Regions from separate parts of the Mus musculus genome. Here all the other regions are linked to region 5. A link is a contact called in public promoter capture Hi-C and targeted proximity ligation data. All regions are on one chromosome and are shown on one strand. The core of a region is the stretch at or near the end of the contact, and the rest is flanking DNA. Distances in the headings are between cores, read along the strand shown.

The links. Promoter capture Hi-C pulls out the DNA fragments that hold promoters and counts their contacts.
Region 1: a promoter capture Hi-C map of second pharyngeal arch cranial neural crest shows a contact between it and region 5. A contact is called at or near these places in 7 of 39 promoter capture datasets (the 3T3-L1 cell line, the C10 cell line, the HPC-7 cell line and 4 more), 1 of 484 Hi-C or Micro-C datasets (brown adipocytes), 7 of 130 datasets of targeted methods (the NIH/3T3 cell line, astrocytes, bone marrow-derived macrophages and 2 more) and 3 of 9 other capture datasets (adipose tissue, embryonic stem cells and macrophages).
Region 2: a targeted proximity ligation map of pancreatic cancer cells shows a contact between it and region 5. A contact is called at or near these places in 3 of 130 datasets of targeted methods (bone marrow-derived macrophages, memory CD8 T cells and pancreatic cancer cells).
Region 3: a targeted proximity ligation map of memory CD8 T cells shows a contact between it and region 5, with 64 read pairs. A contact is called at or near these places in 4 of 39 promoter capture datasets (the C10 cell line, erythroid cells, hippocampal neurons and 1 more), 7 of 484 Hi-C or Micro-C datasets (B cells, CD4 T cells, CD4 single positive thymocytes and 4 more), 23 of 130 datasets of targeted methods (the 230-238 cell line, the NIH/3T3 cell line, T-cell acute lymphoblastic leukemia and 14 more) and 4 of 9 other capture datasets (adipose tissue, embryonic stem cells, liver and 1 more).
Region 4: a contact with region 5 is called in a targeted proximity ligation map of pancreatic cancer cells. A contact is called at or near these places in 2 of 39 promoter capture datasets (pre-B cells and stem cell-derived epiblast-like cells), 3 of 130 datasets of targeted methods (bone marrow-derived macrophages, memory CD8 T cells and pancreatic cancer cells) and 1 of 9 other capture datasets (adipose tissue).

Annotation. Positions count from the first base shown.
Region 1 is chr19:4,453,887-4,458,084 of GRCm38.p6, forward strand. It overlaps Syt12 (synaptotagmin XII), which reads right to left. Exons shown (of 8, transcript NM_134164.5): 4 at 2,609-3,001; 5 at 1-94. Among named protein-coding and RNA genes, the nearest start is that of Rhod, 17 kb to the left of the region's middle.
Region 2 is chr19:4,281,528-4,285,998 of GRCm38.p6, forward strand. Ankrd13d (ankyrin repeat domain 13 family, member D) reads right to left here and starts at 1,610. Exons shown (of 15, transcript NM_026720.2): 1 at 1,354-1,610; 2 at 642-777; 3 at 391-515. The coding sequence starts at 1,443.
Region 3 is chr19:5,021,449-5,025,784 of GRCm38.p6, forward strand. It overlaps Slc29a2 (solute carrier family 29 (nucleoside transporters), member 2), which reads left to right and starts at 2,558. Exons shown (of 12, transcript NM_007854.3): 1 at 2,558-2,829; 2 at 3,063-3,144. The coding sequence starts at 2,801.
Region 4 is chr19:5,097,109-5,101,175 of GRCm38.p6, forward strand. Cnih2 (cornichon family AMPA receptor auxiliary protein 2) reads right to left here and starts at 1,413. Exons shown (of 6, transcript NM_009920.4): 1 at 1,075-1,413. The coding sequence starts at 1,155. Rab1b (RAB1B, member RAS oncogene family) reads right to left here. Exons shown (of 6, transcript NM_029576.3): 5 at 3,559-3,690; 6 at 2,099-3,464. The coding sequence ends at 3,270.
Region 5 is chr19:4,755,271-4,759,862 of GRCm38.p6, forward strand. It overlaps Rbm4b (RNA binding motif protein 4B), which reads left to right and starts at 1,255. Exons shown (of 4, transcript NM_025717.3): 1 at 1,255-1,391; 2 at 1,976-2,399. The coding sequence starts at 1,988. All of the region lies in intron 2 of Gm21992 (predicted gene 21992), which reads right to left.

The DNA.
Region 1 (4,198 bases), core at 140-2,639, 300 kb before region 5:
CAGAAAATCTAAGGCTCTTCTCCTCCAGGGCTGTGGGATCCAGGGGGACAGAGAACTTCTCATCGAAGAAGATGGAATAGGCATTCCTCTGGATCTACAGAGAGAAGGGGCCGTGGAGGGGCTTCCTGGTACCACCATCTCAGTTCTACGTCCTTTTTTTTGGTGGCTCAGTATTGAAGGTTTGTTTGTTTAATTTTGTTTTTCTTTTCGGACTGGATCTCACATAGGTCAGGATGAACTCCTGACCTTCCTGCCACTAAGTGCATAAGGCTAGGGTTACAAGCATGGGTCTCCATACTGCACTAACTGCAGAAGGCTAGGGTTACAAGCATGAGCCTCCATACTGCACTAGCTTCACTGCACTAACTGCAGAAGGCTAGGGTTACAAGCAGGAGTCTCCATACTGCACTAACTGCAGAAGGCTAGGGTTACAAGCATGAGCCTCCATACTGCACTAGCTTCACTGCACTAACTGCAGAAGGCTAGGGTTACAAGCATCAGCCTCCATACTGCACCTCCCTGCTCTTTTCCTTTTCCAAGACAGGGTCTCACTGGGTAGCCCTGCCTTCCCTGGAACTCATTTGTAGACCAGACTGGCTTCGAACTCACAGAGACCTCCTCCTTTTTTTTTTTTTTTTTTTTTTTTTTAGCCAGGGTCTTACTATGCAGCTCTGGCTGGTCTGGAACGTACTATTTTGCACAGACTTTTGTCTTGAATTTAACCATCTTCCTGCCTCAGCCTCCAGAGCTGCAGTATGAGTCTACCATGCCTGGCAGTCCTGGGAGGTTTTGGTTGTTGGTGGTGTTTGATTGGGTTTTGGTTGCTTTGAGACAGGATCCCACATAGGCCTAAATGACCCTAAATCCATTATGTAGCCAAGGACAGCCCTGAGTTCCTTATCTTGCTGCCTCTATGTCCCAAAGGTTGAGGTTACTGTGAAGGTTTAAACATCCCCAATATCCCCTTCTTGCTTGTAGTCAACCCATTGCCTGGCCTTAGAAGCTTCCATAATGGACTCCTAGTCATCTCCATCCTCACATGATGCTGTGACAGACCCACTCTCCTTCTCTCCTGTCTGCTGACTCAGCAGAGCCTTGGGGGCAGGCAGGCAGTAGGAGCTAGACAATCTTCTGTAAACAGCCATGAATGCCACAGTGCCCTGTAGATCCTGGCGAAGCCTTCCTGATTGTCACAGGATGGATGGATGAGTGGACAGATAGACAGATGAATGGAGTGACTAGGCAGGGCTGGGCACGCTTCATCCCCCAGCTTTTAGATGTCATTGGCCTCCTCCCAGGAAGCTGTGGGCTCCTCAGGGAGCTACATGGGAGGCTCTGCTTGCCCTTCCGTGGGGGGCCGCCTGAGTCACTGCGCGGTGGTATTTAGAGAGCGGCTCTCATCCCTGGCACATTCTCTGAAGCTGAGGGGGTTGCTTGGCCTGGAGGCAACACCCCATCCCCACAGTTAGACTGTTAGGCTGCAACGTCATGAAGCCTGCCATCCTGGGAACAGACTCTACTTAGCTTCTAGCCACTTTGATCTCACCTAGTGCTGCCAGGCTCTGGGAAGGTTCTCCCTGCAGCAACTGCATCCTTCAAACAAATATGGAACCGTGTTGTTCACACAGTGGTCTGACTCAGAGCAAGCTTCTGTCCAGCAATGTCCCTCCTCAAAGGACATATCCTGAGTCACCCAAAATCCTCCCCATGGCTCAGGCTAAGAGCAACATAATGCATGTCAGACCTGACAGCGGCTCTTCGTTATGTTCCTACGTGCTTCACCCGTCTCCGTTTCAGAGGCAGTCCTTCGTCCTCTGGGACAAATACTTCCCCTCCCCTTGTTTTCTCCCCTTCTCCCTCAGTCTCTGTCTCCTGTATTTGCCTCTTATTCCCTGCTCTCTGCCAGATAAACGGGCAAATAAATCTTTGTGCTGAGAACTTGATCTTGAGGGTCCTGGTCTAATACAGAGCCTAACAGTCAAGGGCCACGCCAGCATGCTCCCTTAGTCACCAGCTTCCAGCAGGGTGAGCCACCAGGGTCACCAGAAGAAAAGAGAGATCATGTGCTTATCTTCCAAAGCCTGTCTCAGTTTCTCTGAGGGGCTGACCACACCTTCCCACAACAGAACACAGCCCTTCCTAAAAAGGTGGCCCTTTCATTTGGGGTCCAGAAACTCACTTTCCTCTCATGCTTTTTTCGGTCTCCGGGGTGGGCCTCCCTTTTTGTGAACAAATTCATGTAGCCATACGGACACTGAGGCTACCTACCCCTCCTCCTCCATCCACTCCAAAGCAGATAAGGCTGTTAGTGAGCTCTCTCCCAGATCAACCAAATGAGCAGCCCATCTTTCTTCCTGCCAAGACTCCATGTTAACAGATGTGGAGGTGGACACTGTCCTTGAGTGATAGGAAGATTGAAATCTATACACAGCGGGAACACAAAGCTGGTTCTAGGCATAGCCATCCTACTCTGAATCCACATTCTGATCTGCTCTCCAGCGCCCCCTGTCATCTTGTCTGGTACTGCAAATCTGCCCACTAGCCCAGACATCAGCTTCCCAGGAGAGCTTCAGGGAGCCCAGTGCACCTCTGTCCCCGCCCCACTTACCCGGGAGATGCCCACGATCTGTTCGTCTGGCAGCAGACTGACACGCATGAAGCAGGACTCGAAGGTGGCCTCCTCGCGCTCCAGGAGGTCTTTGCCTTGTAGTACTGCCACGTGGAGGGTGTGGGAGGCTCCATCATAGTCCATGCTCACCTCCACCTGGCCCAGGGTGAAATCCTGCCCAAAGGTGTTGCTCACAGAGGAGATGGAATTCAGAGAGTCAGCCGACTGTGACTTTCGGAGAGTACCATAGGGGGCTAAGTCCAGTTCCCGGCCCATCAGCTCCAGGGGTCCCAGCTCACTGATGCTTTCAAAGGTGTCTTCTATACTAAGGCTGCCTTTGCGGCTGGGTGGTCCCCGAGTAGTGGTCCGCTGGTCATTCCAAGGAGGGACCCGCTGAGGGTGAACAAAAGGGACAGGGAAGCATCATATGGGGCTGAGGCACCATCGCTAGGTGACAGCAAGGAGATTGATGCTGGTTACTCTGTTCAAGATACCCCAGGCTCTCCTTTCACAAAACCATCAGAGGGACCAGCACTTAAGGACATTGTTTCTCTTTCTCTTCCGCAAACAGGAACTTGCTACTGTATCCCAGGCTGCGGAGGAACTCGTGCTCCCCCATCTTTAACTCCACGAATGCTGGGATTACAGTCACGCACCAACTACATCTAGCTTAGTTTTCTCCCCTTAACCAGAATGGAAAAAGGCATTGTCTCATACTGCTTATTATTGTAACAAAACTCCTTACATAAAAATGTCAACTGCAATGACACCTATAAAAAGGAAAAGCTGCTCGATATGGAGGAACACGCTTATAATCCTGTAAAAACCATAAATGCTCCCCCCCCCCAGCCACTTAGTTCCCAACAGCAACAACTCTGAGACTAATTATTATTCAATTGGTTCATTCCCTCACTAGCTTGTAACTTATTTAGCCATTCAAACTAGTCTATGCCTAGCACTCGGTTACTTCTCTTCAGTCCTGGCCAGCCTCTTTCTTAGCATCTCCTCAGAGTCTCCCTCAGATCTCCCAGCATTTCTCTTTCAGGCACCTCAGTGTGTCCTCATCTCGTTTTTCCTCTCGTCCCATGTGACTCTCTTCCTGTCTCTCTTTTATCTCTTACTATTTTCAAGAATCCTCTCTCTTCCTGCCAATGTCCCAGCTCCTATTGGTTGCCTTGGCTCATGGGCCATTGGGTTTTTACTGACAGGTGGTGCTTATAAGAGATCCATTCTGTGGACTCCCAAAAACTGGAGGTAGAAACAGAGGATCAAGGTCAGCCTCCGGTATCTGAGCTATGTTCTCAAAACAAACAACAACAGCAATCTTTGGGTCCAAAAGAAGAGGACGAGGTAAGAATCCCAGGATATAGTCCCTCACTAGTGATTTAAAGGAAGATGACAGAAGACAAGGGTGGGAGAGATGACTCAGCAAGAGTGGGTTCCTGCCACCAATTCTAATGCCCTTGGTTGGATTCCCAGTGACCACACGATGGAAGGAGAGAACTGTCTCCTACAAACTGTGCTCTGACCTCCACACATGCATGATCACACATGCGCCTAACCCCCCATAAATAAATAAAAGTAAAAACA
Region 2 (4,471 bases), core at 360-2,859, 470 kb before region 5:
CCAGACCTTCCCACATGTGAGGAGCACAACTGTGCCTCTGTCCTTTGTGTGCTTCGGATGCACAGGACTAGGCACTCCAGGGTCCAGGCCATCTCTACCCAGTCACCTTTCTGGAAATTTACATTCTCTAGGTGACCCAAGGCCTACCATTCTATCCAAGAGATTCCTGGTATCAGGGACCCTTAGTGCTGGTGAATGTCTTCCTTGCAAAAGACCCAGTCTCATCTGCATGGGCCTGGGATCCCATATTTCTTACATGACCCTTGGCAGAGGTTGAGACACAGATGGTGGGAAAGCGTCTCGCACAACCTAGATACTCCTCCAAGGCCAGGCTTATCACAGGAAGACGGAGCGCCTGTTATACCCCACTTCTTTACTCTATGGTAATACCTGACGGAGTTTGTTGAGCAGTTCTGGAATGCCAGCCAACCTCTGTGTGGCCCTCTGGAAGTCCCGATACTGGAGTACCAACTGTACCATCTCAGGGTCTCCAGTGCTGACTGCCTCCTGCAGGACTGGAGATGAGCAACTGCTGGGGTAGCCCTCTTAGCGCCCCCAGGCACGGTTACTTACTCCCCCTGCCCCCCATTCACCAACCTGGAAGCTAGTCTCAAGGGAGGACCCTCTGCCCTGCACAGTACCTGCCCAGCCCTGGTGGCTCTCTTTGCCCACGTTGGCATTATGTCGGAGGAGGACTCTCACAGACTCCAAGTTCCCCAAGGTCACAGCAAGCTCCAGGGGGGTTCGCCCTTGGGGGTCCTCCTGCTCAATGTCGTGCTAAGGGAGATGGGTCACTCAATACAAGGCAAGAGAGGGCCAAAGCAAGGAGGTCACTGGATTGAAAAGGGCTGGAGTTACTATGGGTAACCAGGTCAGTGAGAAGATAAGAGTGTGGCCTATGTGGACTGGAAAGTGTCGGGGTAAAGGGGACAGTAAGGGCCAGTGGGAAGGAACTGCTCATTTCTTCTGCCCTCTGCTATCCAGAGTTGAGGGCCTGGTGGTGGAGTCTAGCAAGACAGATTCAGGCTAGGGATGCTGAGAGTTTAGACCAGCTTGAGGGCTAGAACACGGTTCTTGTCCTCATTCTAGCTCAGAGGTGATGAGGGTGAATCCTGAGCTTAACGCAATACGAAGGGGGCAGATAGCAGAGCAAGGCCCAACCAAGGGAGATGCGCTAAACAAATGCTCAAGCTCGAGGGCAGGTGACCAGGGATTTGGAAAGAGCTGGACCTAAGGAGTCAGGATGCAGCTGCGGAGCACAGCAGGGGCGGTGAGCTGCGGAGTAGATTCCGTACTTTGGCACCGGGGCTTGGGGAGGAAACCAACCGAATCGGATCCCCTTCAGGGCCTCACCTTGCGGCTGTGCAGTGCGGCCTCCAGTTCGCGGTGCCGGTTCGCCCAGACTAGCCGGTGCAGCGGGAAGGTGGGGCCCAGGCCGGCCATGCTGGGCTTCAGCACCGCATCCCGAGCGAAAGGCCCAGCCCTTCTTGGCCTGCGCCTGGCACGTCCCCTGCTCCTCCGCTCTGAGCCGCACCTCAGCCGCACCCGCTGCAGCCCCGCGGACCCCTGCTAGAAGCCGCCGCAGCAAGAGCGAAGGCGGCAGGGAGGGCGGGGCGGGGATCTGGGGGCGGGGCTACATGGAGTTAGGGCGTGGCGTCGGGCTTCGCACACCCTCGCCTCCCGTAGCTACGGCAACCACTGCAGGCCTGCGCGCTGGGGGCGGGCGGAGTGTGTGTGGGGTGCTGTCCAGTCTCCAGGGCAACCACATGCGCCCCAGGAACAGCCGGAACTTCATTTTGAAGCGCCATGGTCGGTGGGGTTGTTCCGGAGGGCGGGGCATAGCTGCAGCTCCACCCGTGCCCGCAGGGGGCGCCCCAGGCCCTGGGCAAATCTCTTAGTGGTCAGAAAGGTGAGGGAGGAGGGAACGGAAGGGGAGTGGGGTAGGCTCGGTGGCACTGGGATTGGGCCAGGGTCTGTTGTTCTTGCAGCCCCCCCCGCCCCCACCCCCCCCCACCCCCGCTGACAATGTGTCCTTCTGTCTAGCCCACTCCTGAGTTCCATCAGCACCGACTTGTCTTTTATAGGCGGGTGGGATGGGAAATCTTGACCTCATCCCTGCCAGCACAGGCGCTTAGCTTCTGGAGATGGGCACCCCGCAGCAACCCCTAATGCTGACCAGTCAAAGCTTTCTTTCCCGAGGATCTGTCTGGCCTTGATGCCTGGAAGACAGCAAGGAATCAGGAACAGGAATATTGTTGGGGTTGGGGGACATAAGCTCAGCTTCCTGGCTGGGTGATCGGCCAGGGTGCACGCTACCACCACAGGAGTCCATTTTGCAGAGGCTGCATTTTACTGCCAACAGGGAAGGAAGGAGAATTTCGAAACAAGGCTGGCACTTCCACTCACACAGGATCTAGGGTTCAAGCAGCCAGCCAGCTTAGTTGGGACCCTTGGTTATCTTCAGTCCTACCATGGGTTCTCTGATCCTGGTCTTGCTGGGTGGCGAGGGGGTAAACCAGACTTTCCAAAACTGACTCTGGTCTGTTTCTCTATTTTTAAATCTTACATTCATTTTTGTGTGGGGGTGCTCATGAGTGTGGAGGTGAAAAACCAACTTTTGAGAGTTGGTTCTCTCCCATCCTTTAACTCAGGTTGTCAGGTTTGGCAGCAAACACCTTCATCGGATGGCTCCACCTCCCTATCTGTTAAACTTAGTGTGATGGAGAAAGGCCATCTAACTGAGGTTCCCTTCCTGCCCAAGGATGTCCTCATCTCTTCAGCCTGATTGCCACCTTTCTCCCTGCGATCGGGTGGTTTATAGCAGTCCGGGATCTAGGCTACCCACCGTGTGTGCTGTGGTCAGGTCATCTACGATGTCTGGACTTTGGGAGGAACTCAAGGCCCTGAGCTTCTAAAGGTCCAGAGCTCTGCAGTTAGGTCCTGCTGGTCTCTGCTTCTGTCAGAGACTTCCTCCTCAGCATCGTCACCCTGGCCCTGGACGGCCTAGGACTTGCTGCAGTCTTGAGCATCTCTCCGCCAGTCTTTACTGCTCTGACATCGACCCTTCTTTCCACATGGACCTCCCTCTCCTAGCTGACAGCTTGTCCACTCCCATCTGATATCACTTCCAGGACACCTCTGGTCTTAGGTATTCCATGCTGCCATATTAGGGTGTCAGAAGCCAAGTCCAAACGCCTTTCTCTCTTCCTTCCAGGCCAGCTGTGCTCTGAGCTATCATCACCTCTTTTTTGTTGTTTTGTCTTTTGAGACAGGGTCTCACTAACTAGCCCAGACTGTCCAGGAACTCTCTCTCTGAGGACCAGACTAGACCCAAACTCACAAAAGTGCTGGGATTAAATGTGTGCTCTGCCATGTTCAGCTCCACCTTACCTCTTGACCAACAACATGGCCTCCCTCACACGCTCCCTCAGTGTGGCCTGGCTTACTACACTGTTCCATTTTTTCCTCTCTGGCGTCTTTCACCTCTTCCTTCACAATCACCAATTACAAGAACATCTTTCCTGGACAGAAGCAATGGTCCTATCTCCCCACTTCTTGCAGTGACCAGCTATTTGTTTTAGAGCCAGTTCTAATGACTGCAGCCTGCCCTAAAACTTGAGACCTAGCTAGACATGGTAGCAAACCCCTGTAATTCCAGCACTTGGGAAGTGGGGGCAGAAGGGCGAGGAGTTCAAGGCCATCCTTAGCTACACAGTGAGTCTGAGGCTAACATCTGCTAACCACCCAGAGCCAAGCAAGTTCAGCCCCCGGTCTGTTCAACGCTCCAGGATGCAGTCACTGAGTGATCTGGGACTGTGCTAAGTTAAGGCTGGCCTTTCAGGGCCCCAAGGCCTGGTTCCTTCCATTGCAGTTTGCTGTCTTAAGTGCTTGACCATTCCTGATCTTAGAAGCATCTCTACGAATGACTACACTAATGCTGGAGGTACAGCTCAAATGCCATTTCATCCAAGACCTCACAGCATCTGCCCCAGAATTCTCTCCTCCTCTGTGCACTGAACAGGAAGGGCAGTGGTGCTCACAGGCTGTCTCTGGCCAGGCCTGGAGCAGGGGCACAGGAAGAGGAAGGTCATTCCTGGGAGCACAGGCTTGATGCTGATGCTCAAGCCAGAGGCCAGGAGAGCTTACACAGTGAGGCCAGTGCCAGCCAGACACAGCCAAAGGCTCAAGAGATGCAGTGTGGAAGAGAAAACAGATGTGTGCCGAGAGGAGTGGGGATTAACACAGTGCTTGACGTGCAGGGGCAACTTGCTGAAACCAGTATACCCCCAGCCATTCCAACCATGACAGCTGACGAGAACTACTACGGCTACTCCTGCTTATGTGGGAGGCGAGCGGAATAATTACTCCACCAGGGAGGGGAGGACGGGTTACTAAGCTCCTCCCCTTTCAGGCCCCAGACTGAAGTGACTGAAAAATAGTCACCAGGCACAAAGAGTCTGAGACAGCGAGG
Region 3 (4,336 bases), core at 1,308-3,807, 270 kb after region 5:
CTGTAAATCTCAAACTGTGCTACAAATAAAACCAACATTTTTTTTTAAACCACCCTGATAATTTTCTGAACCTGGGCTGTAAGTCCACTTGACATGCAGACATAGTGAATTATCTGTAAGGTTTAAATATGCACAGCATTTTCCAGCAACTTGGCCAACTGTCTGCAGAGAGACAGCTGCATTGTTTCATTTGGAGTTTCGCCAAGCCTTGGTCTCCATTCCAGTATGGCACATCCTCAGGACACAGGATTTTTTGGGATTTTGCTTTTTTTGTTTTTTGTTTTTTTTGTTTTTTTTTTTTTGTTTGTTTTTTTGAGACAGGGCTTCTCTGTGTAGCCCTGGCTGTCCTGGAACTCACTTTGTAGACCAGGCTGGCCTTGAACTCAGAAATCCGCCTGCCTCTGCCTCCTGAGTGCTGGGATTAAAGGCGTGTGCCACCACGTCCGGCAAAATATTATTTATGTATTTATGTATGTGAGTGCACTGTAGCTGTCTTCAGACACACCAGAAGAGTGTGCATCAGAGCCCATTACAGATGGTGTGAGCCACCATGTGGTTGCTGGGAATTGAACTCAGGACCTGTGCGAGAGCAGTCAGTGCTCTTAACTGCTGAGCCATCTCTCCAGCCCACACCAGTGGCCTTTAAGAGTCTGCTTTTGGTGCCCCTGCCGTGTGTTTAAAACTGGTTTTATAAAGAGGGGCTAAGCTTGTGACTGCTTCATGTGTCTGAGCACTAACCAATCACATACTTATTATTTTATTACTAAGTGTTTTCCTTTCTTGCCTCCCTTAGGATGTCACTGTGCCATCAAAAATTGTCCTGCCTGGGTTCTGTTATGCACAGCATTTCGCCACAAAGTAGAAGCAAAATATTGGTTAATTACAGATCCCCAGTCAGGCTGAGCTGAGAATCTGAGGTAAAATCCAACTCCTCCCAGCCAAAGGGATCTATTAGTATGTCCCATAGTGTGCCAGCACTCTCCTGTCCCCGGTCCTGGTACAGGCCGTTCCTTCTCTGAAACGCCTCATCCCCTTCCATCCCAGCCCAAGACAACAGACTGCTCCCCAGACCCTCATCTCCATCTTCAAGATGGTGCCAGGGCAACATCCCACCCCCTGTCCCACTTTGACTCACTCTCCTATCACTGTCAAGTAGGAAACAGGTCAGTAATAGTTATTAGAATAAGCATTCGAAAAATGCAAGTGACTAACTGTGTGTAGGTAAAACTGTCGAGAGATGCTCAAGGCAGAGGGGATGAAGAGGCCTTGAAAACCTGTTAGAACTGAACTCAAGACTGTCCCTCTTGGCATAATGGAAGTCTGGAAAGAAAACTTAAAGAGTAACTGTCTTTCCCAGTGTAATCCATTGCTGTCTTTTCCCTAACGTCACCAGCTAGGGTTAGATGCAGCCCAGGGGTAAGAGTGTTTGCCTCGCATGCACAGGGCTCTGAGTTCAGTTCCCAGTACCACACAGTCATCTGCAGTCCACCATGATCTAAGGAACCACCTTCGATGAGCCAAGCCTGGTGGCTAGATTCCGGGAACAGGACAGAACAGGGATAGTAACAGCATGGTCTGGCTGATACATAGGAAAAACATTCTAAAAAACTATATTCTTTAGAAGACACACATTTATATAACCTTGTATATATATACTTTTATATATTCATATTTATTTGTATTTATTACTTAGAAGCACGTGTGCCACTGTGCTTGTGTGGAGGTTAGGGAACAATTTGCTGGAGTCGCTTCAGTTTTTCTAACATATGGGTCCTGGGCGTGGCCTCGGGGCATCAGGCTTGGCAGCAAACGCTCTCACCAGTCCACATAAATATATTTCTTTTTCTTTTTTTTTTTTTTTTTTTCGTTTTTTTGAGACAGGGTTTCTCTGTATAGTCCTGAATATATCCTGGAACTCACTCTGTGGACCAGACTGGCCTCGGACTCAGAAATCCGCCTGCCTCTGCCTCCCAAATGCTGGGATTAAAGGCGTGCGCCACCACGCCTAGTGAAAATTAGGTTTTTAAGCACTCCTGAGGGTGGCAGTGGCGACTACAGGGGAGGGGGCCGAACGTCACCTGGGCCACGATTCCCTCCAGAGCCTTTGTTCAATCCTCCTTGTTGGACCCAGGTACCGTAGGAGGGCCTATCTGTCCGTCTTCCACATATGTTGGGGATTTTCGTTTGCAAAAGTGCCTCGACCTCTGGGGGAACTCCCTCGGAGCACCGCGCTGGGACCTTCTGCGACAATTGATGACACTGGCTTCTTCCTTCTGGTCGGACTTACTTCCTAATCTGCTTAGAGCTTAGAGGGCTCCAAACCTTAGAACACGCCAAGAGGAAGAACCTCCCAGCTAGATCGACTGTGCCCAACAACCACCGGACCCCTTCCCTCCTGCGCAGTCCTTATCCCTTCCCCAGAGATTCCGGACCCGTGCCTAAGGAGAAGACGGGTGCGAGGCGAAGGGACGGCGGTGAGACACAGCTTCAGGCGCGGAAGCAAGCTAGAAGGCGGAACCTAATACCCTAAAGGCACAGCCACCAGCGAGGCGGAGTCTGGAGAGCGGGCGTCCGGGGGAGGGGAGCAATGGCTCTTTGTTCCCGCCCTGGAGGCGGAGCCGAGGTCCGAGCCTGCAAAACGTGGTCCGCAGTGTAACCCAACCCCGACCCTCCGCTACGGCGCTCCGACCTTGGGATTCCTGGACACCGACCAGCGTCGCTCTCCTTCGGCCTCCCAGCCCTGCGTAGGCGCAGGTGCAGCCGCCTTCTGTGGGCCTGGTGCAATAGGACTGCGGCAACCATGGCGCGGGGAAACGCCCCTCGGGACAGGTGAGGTGGGAACCCATGTGCTGCGTACCGTGGCCCAGGTGGCCACGAGCCTTTGAATTCCCGCTCGTCTTGATGCTCCTGGGCTCAAAGACGAACGGGACTACAATTCCCATCAGCCGATTCCCTTAGCTGCTTGAGCCAGGGTGATGGGGATTGTAGTCCGTTCTACTGAGGGGCGGCTAGGGCGGCCCAGGCGTACGTCCTCGGGGTGACCTTCTGATTGATCCCCACAGCTACCACCTGGTTGGGATCAGCTTCTTCATTCTGGGACTGGGCACCCTTCTCCCCTGGAACTTCTTCATTACCGCCATCCCGGTGAGACCCGCGGCCGCTGGGCAACCTCATGGCCACAAACCAACATCCCTCCAGCCGTCTTGAACTGAGCCACTTTCCTCACCAGGCCACTTACTACAGCTCAGCCTGTCAGGGACAGCACCAAGCCTCATAGAGGGAACCGCCTCTCCCCTGGCTAGGCAAACTTTTAGGAAGGTACAGATCTCAGAGGTGCAGGGCCATCCACGTAGGGAGTCTGACCAGCAAAGGAGTTTCCATCCCATGCCCTTTGTCGTTATTTTTGGCCAGTCACTCCAAAGTGTCTTTTTTCCAAGCCTTTGGCTTTCTTTGCAATGACATGAGTTACAGTCATTCAACTAATAATTAATGAGCAACTACTGTAGACAGATGTGGAGGAAGGCCCGATTCCCCAAAGCATGCATTCTTTTATAGAAAGGCAGAAATCTATAGCTTGTTTTCTCCTTTTTGTTTTATTGTTGTTGTTGTTTTCGTTTTTTTCGAGACAGGGTTTCTCTGTGTAGCCCTGGCTGTCCTAGAACTCACTCTGTAGACCAGGCTGGCCTCGAACTCAGAGATCTGCCTGCCTCTGCCTTCTGAGTGCTGGGATTAAAGGCGTGCATCACCACTGCCTAACTTTTGTGTTTTCTTTAGAATAGGGTTATTCAAACATATTCAGTGGGTTAACTTCCCAGGTGTCTGTGGAGTGCTGGCATCGGTGCTGGACCCTGATACCCAAAGATGGATCAGCTACTGAATCTGAGAGACACAGAGCCAGGGCTATTAATAATGAAACAAGACACGTGCCAGGCCATTCCACCCTGAAGCAGAGAGCTATAAAGGTTCTCAAAAGAAATTTCTTCTGCTTCATAGAAAAGATTTGTAAATTAGGAACTGAGCAGACAAAGGGTGGAAGCAAAGCGCATCCTATTTAGAGAAAGATCTGGAGCCTGCAGCTTACCAGAATGGAAGGATGCTAAACCGTGAGGTCTGCCTTGCAGGCAGGGTACGCATAAGAGTGCTGGGCTCTGTGTGCCCGAGAAAACGGATTGGCTTAGTTCCCAAGCTAAGGCCTCGCATACAGTAGATGTTCAATAAGTACCCATGGAATGAATAAGGGTTGAGGTGGTTATAGCAGGGGAATGGAGGCTAGGTCCAGGACACTGAAAAGGAGATGGAACCCAGAGATGCAGCAAGACCTTGGGCTCAGGCGCAG
Region 4 (4,067 bases), core at 163-2,662, 340 kb after region 5:
AGGATCTAGTACCTGTCAAAGAGGAAGGAGGGGAGGACAAAGGAAGAGACAGGGTGCTTTCTGGGAGGCAGCAAGTCCCAGAAAGACACAAGAAATGGAGAGCAAGAAAGGTAAAGCAAGAGGGGACGGAGGCACGCTGGATGCAGTCAGATAAGAGAACACTTAAAAGAGGATTAGACCAGGAGATGTGCATGCTAGTAGCTACAACAGAGAGACAGGCCTGTATGGGACCCGTTTGAGTGCATTGGAGGAGGGGCAGCTGGAAGGAGCCGGCAGAGACCTCAACAGTAAGCCAGAGGCTCACAGTTCTAGAGAGGAGAAAGAACCAGGTAGAGGAGGCCCTTGGGAAAGCCCAGGAGAGAACTAGGTACAAGAACCCTCTCCAATGGGAAACCATTTGAGATGAGACAAGAGACATTCTGAAGAGTGAGGTGTGAGGCTAGGCCAGGGTGAGGGCAGACCAGGAGTGAGGGACATGAAAGACAAAAGGCACGTATGTGAAGGAATCAGAAGGAAGCTGGAGAGTCAGAGTGAGACCAGGTGGGAGCTAGGTTTCTTGAGCTGCTTCGAACCTATCCCACTTGGGTCAGAGGGGTCCAGGAGGGGACAGGGTTAATGGGTTCTAAGATATGCGGGTCTTGTAAACAGATGCAGTTGCCATAGCAACCATCTCCATCATTCTGGTTGGAAAAACCCACAAAGGAGAGGGGTTCAGCGGGGGGGCTGGGGGGGCACACAGACAAACTGCCCGATGGACAGACGGGGGTGGATGGATGAGAATATAGAAGGATCAAGAATTCCGCCCCTGCCCAATGACTGGATGAAGCAAGGAGAGGGTCAGGACCTACTGACATACCCACAGACAGGCGGGGGCGGTGAAGGAAGGGGGGGGCTGCCCCGGGGGAAGGAAGCCAACGACAAGGGGGTGTTGGGGGGTGCGAACAGAAACCATGGGGGCTAGTGGAAAAGACCTTTCAAGTTTCCCCGGAGCACTGATACCATCAGCCCCAGCCCCCTCCTGCTCCATAAGCCCACTTGCCCCCCACCCCGCCCCCAGTCCAAGCCCAGTCTTACGTGCCAGATGACAAAGAAGATGAGGGAGGCGCACAGCACCAGGGTGAGCATGTAGCAGAATGCTGCGAAGGTGAACGCCATGGCCCCCGCGCCGGGCGGTGGCCCGGGGGGCGCCAGCGCGGGGTCTGGGCGCAAGGGGACGCCCCCCGGCCCACACTTAGGGCCGGACGGGCATGGCCCACCGGACTCTAGGGACACGGACAGCGCGTCCGGGACCAGGGCCACGAGGCCGTGGGGGACGCGGGGCGCGGGCCGTGGGGCTCGGGGGGCGCGTCCGCTGCCGGCTGCCCGGGCCCCGATCGCTCATCCTGCGATCCCTCGCCCGCGGCTCCCTCGCTCTCCAGCCCGCGAAGCCGGCGGGGCGGAGCCGGGGGCGGGGCCGCCGTGCAGCGGCCTCGGGCGGGGCTGAGACTCAGAGCGCCCCTCCGCCAGCCTCATCAGCCCAGCACAGCCACTCACCCCAATGAGCCCAGTGTTTGTGCACCTCCAGAACATGCAGACCTGGAAGCCCGTTCCTGGTACAACTTTCGGACAACTAAGCCCACTATAGCCACATTCTGTACTCCCGTCTCCACAGAGTGCTGGCTCAGGGGGATACAACTGAGGTCCTAATGTAAAGCAGCGCTTGTCAAAGCTCAGGATAGCTGGCATCTGGCTTCAAGCCACAAGAGGGGACTAAAGTCGGGGACTGGAGGAGGGGAAGACTAAATGCAGGGGGACCAACGCCTGCTCCTTGCTTCTAACTTCATGCCTTGAACGCCTGTCCCAGTGGATGTTGGTGGCTCACCTGACGGCCTCCTGCCAGCCTCCCTCTGACAGATTCATGCTGGGCCCTTGGGGACATCCCATAGCCGCACAGCAGGCTTTCCCAGCCCCAGTATGTGGGTCAAGGGCTTTTACCAGCAAGCTTAAGATACAGTCCAAGCCAGGACCCCCCATGCATCACACCAAACTCTGGACTCCAGTTCCACCCAGCAACTCAAAGCTGACTCTGACCATAGACCACACTCAGTCACCACCGCTTCCTTGCAAAAACCCTTGGCTTATCCAAGGGCCAGTGGAAATTTATTTTTTCATCCTTTTCCATCTTCCCCCAAGTGGCTTTTCCTTGCAAGATGCCTGATGTGACATCAGAGGGGAACCTGGGAGAAGAGGCTCCCTCCCAGAGGGGCAGCCCAGGGACTTAAATACACACTGGAGGGGGAGGACAGGTTGTAGGGTGAGACTGGCAAGAGACAGCACAAAGGACATGGCTTCTTAGGTAAAGACCAAAGGTTTTCTACAGGAAGCTGTGCCAGAGGGTGGGGGCCAGGATTCTGAGTTGGGAGGGGGAAGAGCCCCACAACCCCAAGCTGCACCCACATTCCCCAGAGAAGCAGGTCTGGCCCTGTCAGGCTCTGAGGAATGGAGGAAGAACAAGCCAGATGTGCTGCCTCGGAAAAGGGAGGTGGTGCTGGCAGAGTGAGGGTTAAGGCTGGTGCCCGGCCTTTGGCAAGGTGGGCCTTCCGCCTCCGCTTTCCTCAGGGACAAAGGGGCTCGGTGGGCAGGCAGCACATGGGCCTGGCTCAGGCAGGGCAGGGGGAGGCAGGAGCAGGCTCCCTCCCGGCTTGAGACACAGGCCCCGCAGCCATCCGCCCACCTACCCTAGATGTGCTCAAGACCTAACCGCAGCTGGACGGCTCAAGCTGTGTGGGAGCGATGGAGTGAGGCAGAGATGAGGAAAAGGTGGCTATGGGGCTCTCGCAGCCCTGGCACCTGTCCTGAGGTCCGATGCAGGACCCTGGATCTGAGGCCCTGGATCCCCTGGCTACTGCCTGCACCCAGGGGCAGCAGAGGCAGGGAGGCCCTTGCTATTGGGAAGAAAGGAAAGAGAAACCCAGTGCAGCATACATGGGGGTGAGTGACAGACAGCGGAGCCCTCATTCCAAAGAAAGGTGCGTGGTGGGCATCTTTTCAAGGTACCCAGAGGCAGCAGCGGAGCTGTCCCTGTGACCACCCCAGCCACAGGCTCTGCATGTCCTCCACGGGGGCCCTGACAGGACTGGGACTCAGAGCAGAAGGCAGATGGGCCAGAGGAAGATGGGGAGCCCAGGACACCCCAAAGCTACAGACTCAAATGCCCTAGGAGAGGGAGGCACTTCCTGCCCGCTCCAGGGGCATCATCTGGACAAGGTGCCCTCCCCCAAGTGCCCCTCCTAGCAGCAGCCACCGCTAGCAGGCTTCACAGGGGTGCTGTCGATCTTCAGGTTGGGCCGTTCACCCCCAGACGCTGCTCCTGGCCCCATCCGCTTTTTGATCTCTGCAGCCATTGTCATGAATGCCTGCTCAACATTGGTGGCATTCTTGGCACTTGTCTCGAGGAAGGGGACACCCAGAGAGTCTGCAAATTCCTGCGAAGGGAAGAAGAGAGAGAGGGGAGCAGGGAGAGAAGGGGTGAAGGCATGTGGGCCCCAGACCCCTGACAGCCAGGGCAGGCCTGCTCACCTTGGCCGTGGTGTTGTCCACGACCTTCTTGGTGGTGAGGTCACTCTTGTTGCCTACCAGGAGTTTATTGACATTCTCACTGGCGTAGCGATCTATCTCCTGCAGCCACTGTTTCACGTTGGCGTAGGACTCCTAGGCACAGTGTCCAAAGTTACTGCACACCCACACCCAGGTCAACCCAGGTCTAGAGAACAGGACTCCTTTGAAAGGCAGGCCCCGAGCACGGGGATTCTGACAAAGTCTCTCCCCCACCCCAAGCCCAGGTTTAGCTTTCCCCTGGTTCTCTCCCATGCGGAAACCTGAAAACCAGAAGCAGAGTGGAGTAGTGCCTGCCAGTGGCCATCACCTCAACAGCCGCCTGCACCTACAGTCATTGCTGCTTCCTGCAGTTCTTTCTCCCTAACCCTCTCCTGGGAAGCCAAGGACATCAGAAGAAAGGCAGGTGACACCAGGCATGACTGATGCAGGAAGATCACAGGTTTGAGACCAGCCTAGGGTCTCAATGAGAC
Region 5 (4,592 bases), core at 5-2,504:
AAAAATGGGAACTGTTAGTAGAGCATTAGTTGTGGAGCCCCCACAAATTTGGGAAGAGATCCCAAAATACAATGTACAAGGTTAGGTGATAGCAGATCCCGAGGAGGTTCCAGGACAGCCAAGACTGCCAGAAAACCCCATCTCGAAAAACAAACCAAAAAAAATTAATTTTAAAAATGTGTAATTACAATTAGACAATGCCTTCTGAAATGAGTGGGAAACATGGATTTGGTAAAGAAATGTTTCCAAGTAGCTTGGGTGCAGGAAGTCAACTCGGGGAACTGATCTCTATACTATTGGAGGAGCTGGTGTTGGAACTACCACAATGGGGAATTGTTTTGACAACAATGGGGATGGTCTAACAACCATCCCGGTGCCTCTTCTAGGAGATGAATTCAATCCCTCAATGTCTGTAAGCCCGCTGCTTTGTGATAGTGATCCACCAAGCTGGTACCCTGCTTGCCACCAGGAGGTGCCCTTGGACCGCAACAGAGAGTCTGGAGCCTGACAATTGCCTGTGCCTCAGGCAGCTTGGGACGGATGCGGAACCCTTGTCACTCATTCCCCAAACCTGGATTCTCCCTGGACCTCTGGACAACGTATTCCTTGGTAATGCTCACCACATTTCAGGAACCAGGATAGACAGATACTACGAGGGAAAGCCAGCCCACGTATATTCATGAATAAACATGACAAAGTATAGTTTGGATAGAGAAATGCCTCCCTCAGACCTAACCTAGTTCTAACCCAGATTATCTTTCTACTCCACTCTCAGTCTCAGCTTCTTCACCAATGAACAACACTATTGCAGTGAAAATTAAATTGTTTTACGGGAATTCTTACCCCTTCCTACCCAAACAAGGGAGAGATTAGGTTAAGATGTGGTAGTGCCTGGGTTTCTGAAGTATCGCTCTCAGCAGCCAGAGGTTGAGAAAACCCCCTTCTAGCGGGCCCAGTGACACAACCCTTTGTCATCAGCCCCCTCGACAGTGCGCCCAATACCACGATCCATTGTGATGCTTAGAGACTCCCCCGGGCCTTACGGTTTTGCCAAGGCAATGGTTGCTTCCTGAGCCCCCTTGACGCGCAAGCCGCGACCCACTCCCAAGGCGGTGATTGGCTAGCCCGGGCTGGGGGCGGGCTGACCTTCGCTCCGCAGTGCCGTCACCACATGACCCCGCCCCCGCACGGGGGGCGGACAGTTGTGTGCGGCCGCAGGATTGGTCGCCCCGCTCCTGCGAGGGGGAGGGGAGGCAGGCAGCGCGCACTCGCGCGTGCGTGAGCTGGCGCGCGAGAAAGCGCCCGGTCGCGCCGAGGCTCGAGCGGCCGTCGCCATTTTGTAGGGTTCTCTCTGACGCGGGACCCGCCGCCACCGCCGGCACCACCCGGAGGTAGGAGAGGATGCTGTGGGTGTGTGGGAAGCCCTGGAGCGGACTGGGCCGGACCTCGGAGGGCCGGGAAGGCTCGGGTTTGGGGCCACTCATCTTCTGAGGAAGGTCCCGGGAAGACAAGGAAAGGAGGCGGGGCCGGGTCTCCGGAGGGGGCGGGGCAGGGGTCGGGCCGAGTCTTTGTTGGGATGTTGCAGCGGAGGTTGGGCCGCTGAGGATAGGGGTCCAGTGTTGGGTGAAAGAGGGCTTTCGTTCTTGGAGTATGGTGGGAGGGGATACCGCGCTGTGGAGAGGTACACAGATTTCCCTCCAAAAACCCGTAACTAGGGACATTCAGATACTTCATGCCTTCCACTTGTCTTTCATCCCTGTGCTAAACCGTGAAGGAGCTAACCTTGTAGAGTCAATGTGCCTGACCTCACGGATATATATCTTAGACCTTGTTGTGCATTCTGACCCCCGACCTTCTGTTGGCATTGTCACACAGCAGTTCCTCTCTCAAAAAGAACTGTGAGGGTCGGGGTGTGCTGTAGTGTCAGTTTCTCACTTCACACCTGACTTTTAAAATCTTGTTTCTTCTCTGCCAGGCTCTTGTCAGGATGGTGAAGCTGTTCATTGGAAATCTGCCCCGGGAGGCCACAGAGCAGGAGATCCGCTCACTCTTCGAGCAGTACGGGAAGGTGCTGGAATGTGACATCATTAAGAATTATGGCTTTGTGCACATAGAGGACAAGACGGCCGCTGAGGATGCCATACGCAACCTGCACCACTACAAGCTGCACGGAGTGAACATCAATGTGGAAGCCAGCAAGAATAAGAGCAAAGCTTCAACCAAGTTACACGTGGGCAACATCAGCCCCACTTGTACCAACCAAGAGCTTCGGGCCAAGTTTGAGGAGTACGGCCCAGTCATCGAATGTGACATCGTGAAAGATTATGCCTTTGTACACATGGAGCGGGCAGAGGATGCGGTGGAGGCCATCAGGGGCCTCGACAACACAGAGTTTCAAGGTGAACTGTTCTGGGGATTGGGTGGCAGACCTTCGTGGAGTCTCTAGCTCAAGGCAGAGGGAAGAACACAAGACCACAGGGCTTCAAGAGTGGCTTCTGCCATTCTTTTAAATGCAAAGAACAGGTTATGTTTACTACTCTTAGCATAATTCACTCTGGGGAAGTAAGCCTTCCCCATTGTATTCGCCAAGCTCCTTCTCCACAACTGCATGGGCTCCTGCCTGCCTGCCTTTGGTCTTCATTCACTTGAGTACTGTCACAAGTCTTAAGTTGCCTAGGCAGAGAAGTAGTTAGGTAGTGTGAGAAGGGCTAGAGGTTAGGACTTTGTTGCTGGTTTGTGGTGGACCCAGAAGCCTTTGAGAGTTTTTACCCTCTGCTGCTTTCGAGGATGGCTGGTGGTAGTAAAGAGGAAAAAGGGAATCTAGAAGAAGCGCAGTATGAGAATCTGTGGTGAGTCTGGTTGGGTAGATGGGTATCTTTGAGGTGTTCAAATTTGTTCAGTCTGTGGGCTACTACAGGCAAAGCCAGGAAACAGGTCATAGGTTCTTCTGCTCCATCTATTACTTTAACAGGCTAGGAAAACAGCTTTTTTTCTTTAGAAATTGGATAGGAATGATGGTCTTGCTTCTAGGGAAATTTCATCAAGGACATTATAGAGCTTATTATATTGCTTATATTGATCATAAGTATTATCACCAGTACCATAGGATCTTGTCTGAAAATACTTGCAATCGTGTTACTATAGTAACCACTAGTTACAAGTGGCTACTAAATTTAAATTAATTCAAGTAAATTTTCAAATTAGATTTTTCCAGTGTGGGCAAGAATGAGAGAATGGCTACTGTATTAGGAAACAGATCAGACCCACATTGCAGGAAGTTCATTGGTTAGTAGTTATCCAAGTCTTTTATTGACACGGTCATGTTGGACCACAAATTCAAGTCTACTTTTCTAGTTCCTAAGTCAACATCTTTTTGTGGCCTAAAAGTTAAATATACAAAGGTCCTCTTATTAGAAAACAATGAATTGGTGGAGAAAAGGTAAACTTAAATCAGAAAAGTGTAAATATGCAAATAGTGATGCTTACTGGAGGCTCACTATTATGTATTCTAGCTTCACCACTAATACCCTGGCCTTTAGTTATTGAAAGCCTAAACGTTGTAGCTGATTCCTGTCCTTAACCTCAAGTTGACAAGTGTATTCCCTATGCTTTCCCCATTATAAAACAACTCTGTGTGCCTCTGTGAAAGGATGGCAGGGAGGTAATATGTGCATTTTGACAATAAAAGCAATATTAATTAAAGTTGAATGCTATTTGCAACCACGATTGCTTCTACTCTGGTTAGGAAAGTACTTAAAATCTGACAGTTAAACTTTAAACATTCCTAATTCTCACTTGATGTGGAAAGAGGTCATAAATGCGCAGGGGAGCATAAGGAAGGAGTTCCTGCCCCAGCCCTTTGGTTCTGGGGTCATCCAAGGGCCCCACAAATACTGCTCTACCATGAGTCTGTATGTCCCCATCCCTGAAGAAGGTAACAAAATGGGAAAAAAAAAAAAAAAAAAAAAAAAAACCTAAATTTGCAACTGAAATTCTCAGTGTATAGTATACGCCCTTTTACATTTAACTCAGGAAATGAGTTAAAAGGATGAGAAGGATGAGTACATGGGACCTTTTTTTTTCTTTGGTGCTGACTATTGGACCCAGGATCTTGAGCATGCTCTGTACACATTTCCACTGAGTTATGCTGCTTATCCCTTGTATTTGCTTAATAACAGATATAATTACAAAGAAACAGGGAACTGAATAATGCAATGGATGTATTTTTATTTTATATATATATATATAAAAATATAAATAAATCACTTCCATAGAAAGTACAGACAATAAACTGAGTTGAAAAAGAATCATTTATTAGTATCACATTCTTTTTCTGGCTCTTCTGAAGAGTGATTGGCTCTTGCTTACATATGCAGGTATTTTTGTACTCAGCTAATTTTTTTCTCCATGATGTAACAAAGTTTAGTACTGGGTAATTGTTTTTTGATTGTTTGTTTGTTTGTTTGTTTGCTGAGACAGCCCTCACAATCACAATCCCGCTTCAGACTCTAAGTGCTGGCATTATACATAAGCCTGTCATGTGTCTTCTTGAAATTATAATCTAGATGCCAACTTGGCATTTTGTTCAACTT